Linked DNA regions of Ovis aries: region 1 is linked to region 2. Evidence: chromatin contacts called from public Hi-C data. All regions are on one chromosome and are shown on one strand. The core of a region is the stretch at or near the end of the contact, and the rest is flanking DNA. Distances in the headings are between cores, read along the strand shown.

Evidence for each region. Hi-C and Micro-C count contacts between places; a contact is called where the count stands out from the background.
Region 1: a contact with region 2 is called in a Hi-C map of mixed tissues, with 2.8 times the contacts expected there. The contact joins the enhancer-like site here to the promoter of LIPG in region 2. A contact is called at or near these places in 2 of 16 Hi-C or Micro-C datasets (mixed tissues and skin fibroblasts).

The regions. Positions count from the first base shown.
Region 1 is chr23:49,618,654-49,623,190 of ARS-UI_Ramb_v3.0, reverse strand. No RefSeq gene overlaps it. Among named protein-coding and RNA genes, the nearest start is that of LIPG, 110 kb to the right of the region's middle. Within about 2 kb of position 1,615, at least 3 of the 54 cell types and tissues checked have an H3K27ac peak or open chromatin away from gene starts, as enhancers often do.
Region 2 is chr23:49,509,348-49,514,172 of ARS-UI_Ramb_v3.0, reverse strand. It overlaps LIPG (lipase G, endothelial type), which reads right to left and starts at 1,377. Exons shown (of 11, transcript XM_012103679.5): 1 at 935-1,377.

The DNA of each region.
Region 1 (4,537 bases), core at 366-2,865, 110 kb before region 2:
TTTTTTCCGGAGAGACAAATAGCCCAAAGCAGACAGAGGCTGTAGTTACAGGCAGCACAGGTCCCAGAGAGCAAAGGCGTGAAGCACTCAGAGACAGGACAGAAGGAAGGCTCCCCGGACACACCGCCCTGTCGCCACTCCGGGTTTCTCTGCGGGGCTCCTACTGAGGACGGGGCGCTGCGCCCTCTCGGCGCTGCCGCTGGGGCTTCACTGCAGAGCTTGCTGGCAGCAGGCCTCTCTTTGGATGCTTCGGTCTTGCAGATTTAGGCCAGTTACTGCTTCACGTGGACAAGTGCAGCTGCTTTGCTTTCTCGATGTACTGGTTTGCCAGAGCTGTCGTTTCAAAGCATCACAAACTGGATGCTCTGGTCTTATGGTTCTGGAAGCTGCAAGTCTGAGATCAGGGTACCAGCAGGGTTGTTCCTCCTGAGAGAAGGAGGGAAAATTCTGCCCCATGCCTCTCCTCTAGCTTCTGCTGGTTTGCTGGCAACCTGTGGCATTCCTTGGCTACTTGTCTGCTTCAACTTGGCTTGGCTCAGTGATGCTCAGAGAGCTGATAAAACATTATTTCTGGGTATTTCCAGATGAGATAAGTGTTTGAATCAGTGAGTAAAACAAGTTGGCCCTCGCCAACACAGGTGGCCCCCCAGGTGAGGGCTCAAATGGAACACAAAGGTGAAGGGGGGCTGCATTTGCATTTTGCCTGAGCTGTGACGTCCATCTTCTCCTGTTCTTTGGCGTCAGCGCACCTGGGTCTTGAGTTTTGGGGATCAGACTGGGACTCACACCATCTGCCTCCCAGTTCTCAGGCCTTCAGACTCAGACTGAATTACACTGAATTACACCCCCAGCTTTCCCCATTCTCCAGCTTGCTTGCAGACTGCAAACTGGGATTGCTCGCCTTCATAACCACGTGAGCCAGTTTCTGTAATAGACTTCATCTTCTCTCTCTCTCTCTCTGTATCCAATTGGTTCTTTTTCTCTGGAGAACCCTGGCTCATAGAAGGGGGTACATGACATCCACAGCACCAGTGATAGCAACCCTAACAACCTGATTAAAGTGGTATTTTCCAAGGACTTCCCTGGTGATCCAGTGGTTAAGAATCTGCCTTGCAATGTAGGGGACGCTGATTTGATCCCTGATCAGGGAGCTAGGAGCCCACATGTTGCAGAACACCTAAGCCCACATACTGCAACTAACAAAAATGTGGCTAAATTAAGTTAAAAAAAAAAAAAAAGATGGCATTTGCTAGATATCCCCATGGTGGGAGGCAAATACTTCCTCTTTCTACATCTGTCCTCTGGAAGGAAGTCTCTAAGTCTGCCCCACACATGGGGTAGGAGCAGGAGTAGGTTAAGTTCCCTTAAGTTCCCCGCTCCTGGAGGTGGGAATATTAACCTATGTTGTTTTAACTCCTATAAGGAAGATTTGTCTCTTCTGCATTTATTCATTTATTTGATCATTTGTTTATATCACTATGGATTCTTGTGTCGATGCCGCTTTTAACATTCAGCGTTACTGCCTCTCCATAAAATTCTTGTGCAACTCTGGATATGCTGGCCTGAGTCCCAGCCTTCCTTTCCCACACGGGCCTGTTCATCTCCCTCCGCACTTTGGCTATTGCAGCATTTGCTAAGTCCAGAGTGTCTCGCACATGCTTTTCCTCCAGCCAAGTCCTAACTGTTTTCCAAGTGACCAGTTCAAGACTCGTCTCTCCAATGAAGCATCACTCAGCTCTATGTTCCTCTTTCTCTCCCTCTCTCTTTCTCTTAATGACTTCTGTAACAGCAACTGGGCTTCCCAGGGGGCTCAGTTATAAAGAATCTGCATGCCAATGCAAGAGCCTCAGGAGACGCTTGTTTGATCCTTGGGTCGGGAAGATCCCATGGAGGAGGAAATAGCAACCCACCCCAGTATTCTTGCCTGGAGAATCCCATGGACAGAGGAGCTTGGTGGGCTACAGTCCATGGGGTCACAAAGAGTCGAACACGACTGAGTGAGCACACACGCATAACACGTTGTTGTAGTTCAGTCTCTAAGTCATGTCCGACTCTGTGACCGCATGCACTGTAGAACGCCAGGCTTCCCTGTTCTTCACCATCTCCCGGAGTTTGCACAAACTCATATATTGAGTCGGTGATGCCACCCAACTAACTCATCCTCTGTGGTCCACTACCTCTTATAATTCTATCAGCTCCTTAAGGAAGGAGAGCACATTGTCTTTTCTTTTTTTTTTCTTTCCAAATAACAGCTATCCAACAATTCAATTCATGGAATTGAACAGAATCAAAAGCTCAAATTCAAACAGAACAGAACCCATCCAGATAGATCTGGATCAATTCTTTAAACCATGCTATTTCCCAAGAGCAAATAAGCAATTTTATTTCATGATTGATATAACATTTTCCTGTAATCAAGGCACTAACCTGAAGGCCTGTGTCCTTCTCTGGACCATATGCTAAGTCTGTTCTTTTTCATGACCGAAAATACCTGAACCCCTTCTTTTGTTTGGCAGATCTCAGGAGTCAGTTTGTCTAATTAATGTTCATAATCAAGGAATTAGTGGACTAATTGTAACTTGTGTTAATATTTACAAAGCAAGCATGGGGCCTTTGGCCTGGCTGTGTGTAGGGGGCAGACACCTTTCTCCATGTGAAAAAGCAGCCTTCAGAGGGTAGCACTCCAATACGGTGAATGCTGGTTTAAAGAGGACAACAATGGCAGGTGGGCATGAGGGGTGTGCTGTACATCCTCTGATTTTCAGAGCATGTTGTAACCCCCATCTCCTGGTCCCAGGGTCACCCTGTCATTCTTGAAATATAACCCTGCCCCATGAATGCCCGATCAAATGGGACTGTCCATCAATACAGGGGGCAGGTCTGCCCTCCACACCAGCCTTAAAGGAGGGCTTCCCAGTGGCCAGACCAAGCCTCTTGGGTAGGCTTTGATGGAAGGGTTGGTGGGAGAGGTTGGTGGGTCTCTCACTGCCCGGTGAATTTCAGGCTGAAAGACCCAGCTCAGAGCCAACTCCGTGGTTACTGAAATGACCATTTGGTGAAACCATCAGCTTGATGCTGTTCTCCGAGCCACATGACTGGCTCTTGAAGTGATCGGTTGTTTACTATGTCAGCATCTCTCACATGCAGCTTTTACCCTTCTCAGGAGACTTTTTGATTGGCCAGGAACCTGCCCCTATGAAACTGTCTACGCTGCTCCCCAGGGCCCTCAGGCAACACTGGAGAGTTATTCTAAGCTTTGTTTCAGGAATTATAAGGTCATGAGAGCCCCCCAGAGCAGTTCATATTGTGTTGCCATCTATTGACGACATTTCCACCCTCACCCCTGTGAGTAGAATTGCTAAGACTGTTCCACTATGTCTGCCCCAAAGAAGGGCTCATTTTCCCCATGCCTGGGAGCTAAGCAATGGGCAGTAATAGTGCCAGGGCTTCTATTCATGAATTCACAACACTGACCACATTGTTCACAGTTGGGGTGGACATAAGCATAAAATTATTGTTCAGTGGTGGCCATGTGTTATATTGGCAGAGAAAATCAGTTCCAAATATCTCATTAGCACTGTACCTTCAAGCTCAGGAAAGAGATGGAAGCTTTATGGACAACTTACTGAGCAAACTCAGGTTTCTGTTACCATCCTAAATCAAGAGGAAAGAACATGAACTGGGACATTTAAAAGACAGATGAAGGAAATGTGCTCCTATCTCCTACCCTGTGAAAGGTTAAACACAAGGTCACCTGGAGGTCATCAGAGCCTACTCTCATGTTCCCAAGCCTTTCACAGCCAAGAGAGTCCTTCCACAGACTAGTAACCTCAGCCATGCATTTTCGGTTTGCAGTGATTAATTTTATGTGCCAACTTGCCTGGGGCACAATACCCCGCTAGTTTGTCAAACTTTACTCTGGATGTCTCTGTGCAAGTGTGCTTTTAAAATGAGATTAACATTTAAATTGGTGGGACTTCCCTGGTAGTCCACTGATTAAGAATCCACCTGCCAAGGCAGGGGACATGGGTTTGATCCCTGGTCCAGGAAGATTCCACATCCCCCAGGGCAACTACTGAGCCTGTGCTCTAGAACCTATGCTCCGCAATAAGAGAAGCCACCACAATGAGAAGCCCTCTCGCTGCAACTAGAGAAAGCACACGTGCAGCAACGAAGACCCAGTATAGCCCATAAAAAGTAATTAAATAAAAGCATTTAAATTGGTGGAGTTTGAGCAAATTAGGTGACTCTTCATTATGTGAGTGGGTCTCACATAATCAGTTGAAGGCCCTGCTTAATAGAACAAGGGCTCATCTACCTGAGCAAGAAGAAATTCTGCCAACAGATGGTCTTTGGGCTGCAGCTCTTCCCTGGCTATCTAGCCTGCTGGCCTGCCCTGCAGATTTTGGACTCACCAGATGCCACAATTTCATGAGCCAATTCTTAAAATAAATCTTTCAATAAAAGTTAATAAGCTTCCTAGGTGGCACTAGTGGTAAAGAAGCCACAAGACATGAGAGATGCAGGTTTGATCCCT
Region 2 (4,825 bases), core at 128-2,627:
TAATTTATTCCCTTGCCCGGACTCTGATTGGTCACACCTTCGCTGACGCCAGAACCAAAGACTCCCCAAAGTTTGAATGAAAGCACCGCACACTCACCGCGTGGACACTCAGCAAGCGCAGGCTTGTTTCCTCCCCAGCCGGCTCCGGGGGCAGCAGCGCTTTCACCACCCTACTTTTTCTCAGTGTCCATTTCCCGACCCTAGATTCTCTGCCACCCCCTGCAGCTCCAGGGGAGTCGTTGCCCCATAGCCCTGCTCCCTCTGTGATCGCGATCCCTGGAGAAGGAAGGTTGCCCTCTCCAAGGCGCAAAGCCATCCGCGCGCGCGCACAATGCTCTCTCCTCGCCCCGGGCCAACGGTCCGCATGGAGAAAAGACACCTGGTCACCCTGTGATCCTTCTTTACTCCCTTTCCTGCTGCTAGCGAGGCCCGTGACAGGTGCAGACGGCGCGATCCGACAATAACCGGGCAGAGTTAAGAGGCTGTGGGCGGTAGCCTGGGTGTCAGAATCGCTCTGACCCCTCTTGGAGTGCTAGCTTCGCCACTAGCTACAGAACTTAGGGCAAGCCACGCAACTTCCCCAAAGCCGTTCCTTCCTCCCCCGTACACCGGTGGTAACAGTTCCTGTCGGTTAGGGATGTGGCAGAAATGAAAAGATCCAGGATAATACCATCTGAGCTTCCCTGGTGGGCGCAATGTGGGCGACCAGGGTTCGATCCCTGCGTCTGGAAAGACCCCCTGGAAAAAGGGCATGGCAACCCTCTCCAGTATTCTTGCCAGGAGAATCCCATGGACGGAGGAGTCTGGTGGGCTACACTCCATGGGGTCTCAAAGAGTCGGACACAACTGAGCGACTAACACACACACACACACACACAGGATAATACAAACAGCGCTGGGTGCGGTGCCTGCCGCGTGGTAGGCGCTCTCATACCTGGGGCTGGAGGGCTAGAGGGACGCCAGGCGACACTCCCCTAAGGAAACAATGAGCCAGGCTTGGGGGTCTCAGACTCGCAACCAGTGCCAAGTGTCGAGGCGGAGGCGCCCCCCTTATCGAGGGGAATGAGGCAGCTTCTTCCTCTCCGTCATCATTTTGCCCTCCTCTTCTTCCCTTCATTGCGCGCGCCCTGCTCCTCCCGCGGGTGCCAGCTCCAGGTTCGCGCTCGGATCCCCGGGACCGCACCCCACCTCCCGAGCCTGCATCTGGGGCAGGGGTCAGGGGCTGAGCCCGGGGCCCTCGGCCGCCGGCGGCCAGCACGACTCCGGAGCCGCTGCGCCTCCACAGCCCTCGGGAGCGCCGAGGAGGCGGGAGAGAGAAAGCGCCGCGGCCGGCTGCGCACCGCCATCCGCCTGCGCACCGCCATCCGCCTGCTTCCCGCCAGACTGCACCTTTGACCGCAAGTAACCCCGCGGAGCGGAGAAGGCAACGGCACCCCACTCCAGTACTCTTGACTGGAGAATCCCAGGGACGGCGGAGCCTGGTGGGCTGCCGTCTATGGGGTCGCACGGAGTCGGACACGACTGAAGCGACTTAGCAGCAGCAGCAGCAACCCCGCGGAGGCCTGGAACCAGTCTAGCTCCTGCCGGCCGAGAGGAAAACCGCCCGGGCAGCCCGGCGTCCCTTCCTCGCCGGTGTCTGCGCCCCCGCCTGGGAGATCGGTGTGGGGAAACCAGTCTGGAGCAGCTGGTCCTGATCCGACTTATCCCCGTTCCGTTTGTCACTGCAGTTGCCAGCGCCGAAGCGCGCTTCGTCCGTCCTGTGCTAGAATTCATTAACAAGAGGCAGGCCTGCTCTATTTTTTCAGTGTAAACCTCACTGGTCATGAGTAAATGGTATTTCCAGATATTTCCCCCCTCTTCTTAGCGCTCCCCTTCTTCACTGGCAAACTCTACAGACATAAGTCAGGTATCATCTCTATTCTACAGATGGGAAAATTGAGTCAGAGGAACAGGGAGTAGCTCTGAAGCAAGTCTCTGATAACCAGTTCTGTCTCTTCTGCTCTTAGTTTGATTTAGCCAGTTGGCCTCTAAATAGGAATGTTTGGGTGCCAAATCTCCATCTCTTGCCTGGTTGAGTCAGTAGGCAGCCTGTGAGTCAAAAATCCCCCTCGCTATTCTGAGTTACTCAAATCATGGCCCCTAGAACTTTAAATGGACAGTGTGGAGGGTGTGTCTTGGGGACCTCTGTCAGAAATGAGATTCCCTAGAAGAGCTAGGTACTCCTGCAAAGCTGGTTATCCTACCTGGAAAAAAAAAAAAGATTCAACAAGATCAATCCTCATCTTTTAACTGCCAAGGCTATGAAACCATTTAGATTTTATTACTGGTTGGTTAGAGTGCCCTCCTGTGTCTCTATATTAAAACATCATGTGAGAACTTTCAAAGCACATAATGAAGCTATAATCACAGCATTAGAGTGAAGTATAACATCAACTCTCTTATGCAAAGCATAACATATATATAAAATATGCAAAATATTTTCTAGAAGAACCTCAATGAGGGCTTGGGAGTCTCCTGTGTGGAGGAAGACCCTGCCTGGGGAGTTTCAGCAGAAACTTTGTATCGAGGTCTCACATTACTCTAGCAAAGGTTCTGAGCATTTTTCTAGGCCATCTATCATCTGAAGACACCTTCCTAGGTTATAGGAATGAACTTCCCTTTCATAAGAGGAGCCCATTTTCCACTTCAGAAGCTGAAAAGCAAAAGCACACCTTGCCAGCCTCCCTTGCAGCTAGAGTTCCTGGTTTAAACTCAGCCAATCAAACTCTAAGGTGAAAGCCAGTGAGTCTAGAGGCACACAGCCACTCCTCTGCCAACAGGGCAGCAGGAGCCAGCTCTGCTTTGGGTGGGGGAAGAAGAGGATGGGATGGTGGCACCCCCAGGCATCCCCAGACCAGCCTGCAGACGGACTTGGGCAATGCAGTCTGCCTGAGTATACTTTCCAAGCCTGGTTCTTTTGCCCTGCAGATATTCTGATATTTTGATTGCAGTAATTCTGATTACTATTTAAAAAATATGTTTTTTAATAGTTCCACTATACATTACAATTATTTTAAATACATTAATTAAGATTTTTAGTTGGAGTTTCAATATCAAACTCTCAGAAATTAACAGAATGAACAGACAGAAAAGTAGAAGGATATACTAGACCTGTAAAGCACTATGAAACAATTCAATGGTAAGATTTATACAGTTTCCACACAACAGCAGGACACAAATTTTATTCAAGTTCCCATAAACTATAAATCAAAAGACACTGGGACATATTCAGGAATTCAAACAAACTAAGGTGCAAAAACTTCATGGTCTAAAAGTTATTGAAATCATACAGAGTCTGTTCTCTTATCACTGTGGAATTGTGTTAGTAACCTGCACAATTGCACTCATCTCACATGCTAGTAAAGTAATGCTCAAAATTCTCCAAGCCAGGCTTCAGCAATACGTGAACCATGAACTTCCAGATGTTCAAGCTGGTTTTAGAAAAGGCGGTGGAACCAGAGATCGAATTACCAACATCCGCTGGATCATGGAAAAGCAAGAGAGTTCCAGAAAACATCTATTTCTGCTTTATTGACTATGCCAAAGCCTTTGACTGTGTGGATCACAATAAACTGTGGAAAATTCTGAAAGAGATGGGAATACCAGACCACCTAACCTGCCTCTTGAGAAATCTGTATGCAGGTCAGAAAGCAACAGTTAGAACTGGACATGGAACAACAGACTGGTTCCAAATAGGAAAAGGAGTACGTCAAAGCTGTATATTGTCACCTTGCTCATTTAACTTCTATGCAGAGTACGTCATGAGAAACGCTGGACTGGAAGAAACACAAGCTGGAATCAAGATTGCCAGGAGAAATATCAATCACCTCAGATATGCAGATGACACCACCTTCATGGCAGAAAGTGAAGAGGAACTAAAAGCCTCTTGATGAAAGTGAAAGAGGAGAGTGAAAAAGTTGGCTTAAAGCTCAACATTCAGAAAACGAAGATCATGGCATCTGGTCCCATCACTTTATGGGAAATAGATGGGGAAACAGTGGAAACAGTGTCAGACTTTATTTTTTTGGGCTCCAAAATCACTGCAGATGGTGACTGCAGCCATGAAATTAAAAGACGCTTACTCCTTGGAAGAAAAGTGATGACCAACCTAGATAGTATATTCAAAAGCAGAGACATTACTTTGCTGACTAAGGTCAGTCTAGTCAAGGCTGTGGTTTTTCCAGTAGTCATGTATGGATGTGAGAGTTGGACTGTGAAGAAGGCTGAGCACCGAAGAATTGATGCTTTTGAACTGTGGTGTTGGAGAAGACTCCTGAGAGTCCCTTGGACTGCAAGGAGATCCAACCAGTCCATTCTGAAGGAGATCAACCCGGAGATTTCTTTGGAAGGAATGATGCTAAAGCTGAAGCTCCAGTACTTTGGCCACCTCATGAGAAGAGTTGACTCATTGGAAAAGACTCTGATGCTGGGAGGGATTGAGGGCAGGAGGAGAAGGGAACGACAGAGGATGAGATGGCTGGATGGCATCACGGACTCGATGGACGTGAGTCTGAGTGAACTCCGGGAGATGGTGATGGACAGGGAGGCCTGGCGTGCTGCGATTCATGGGGTCGCAAAGAGTCGGACACGACTGAGCGACTGAACTGAATTGAACTGAACTGAACCAGTATCAAAAGATATTTGAAAATAACCCACAGATTTTCAAGTGCAATGTGACATTTACCAAGAGCAGTCTTTTACTTAGCCATTGAAGGTCTCAATAAAGTTAGACTGAATAAAACAGAGGGTGATTGCAGAGAAGAAAGCATTTAAGTGAGAAATCAAT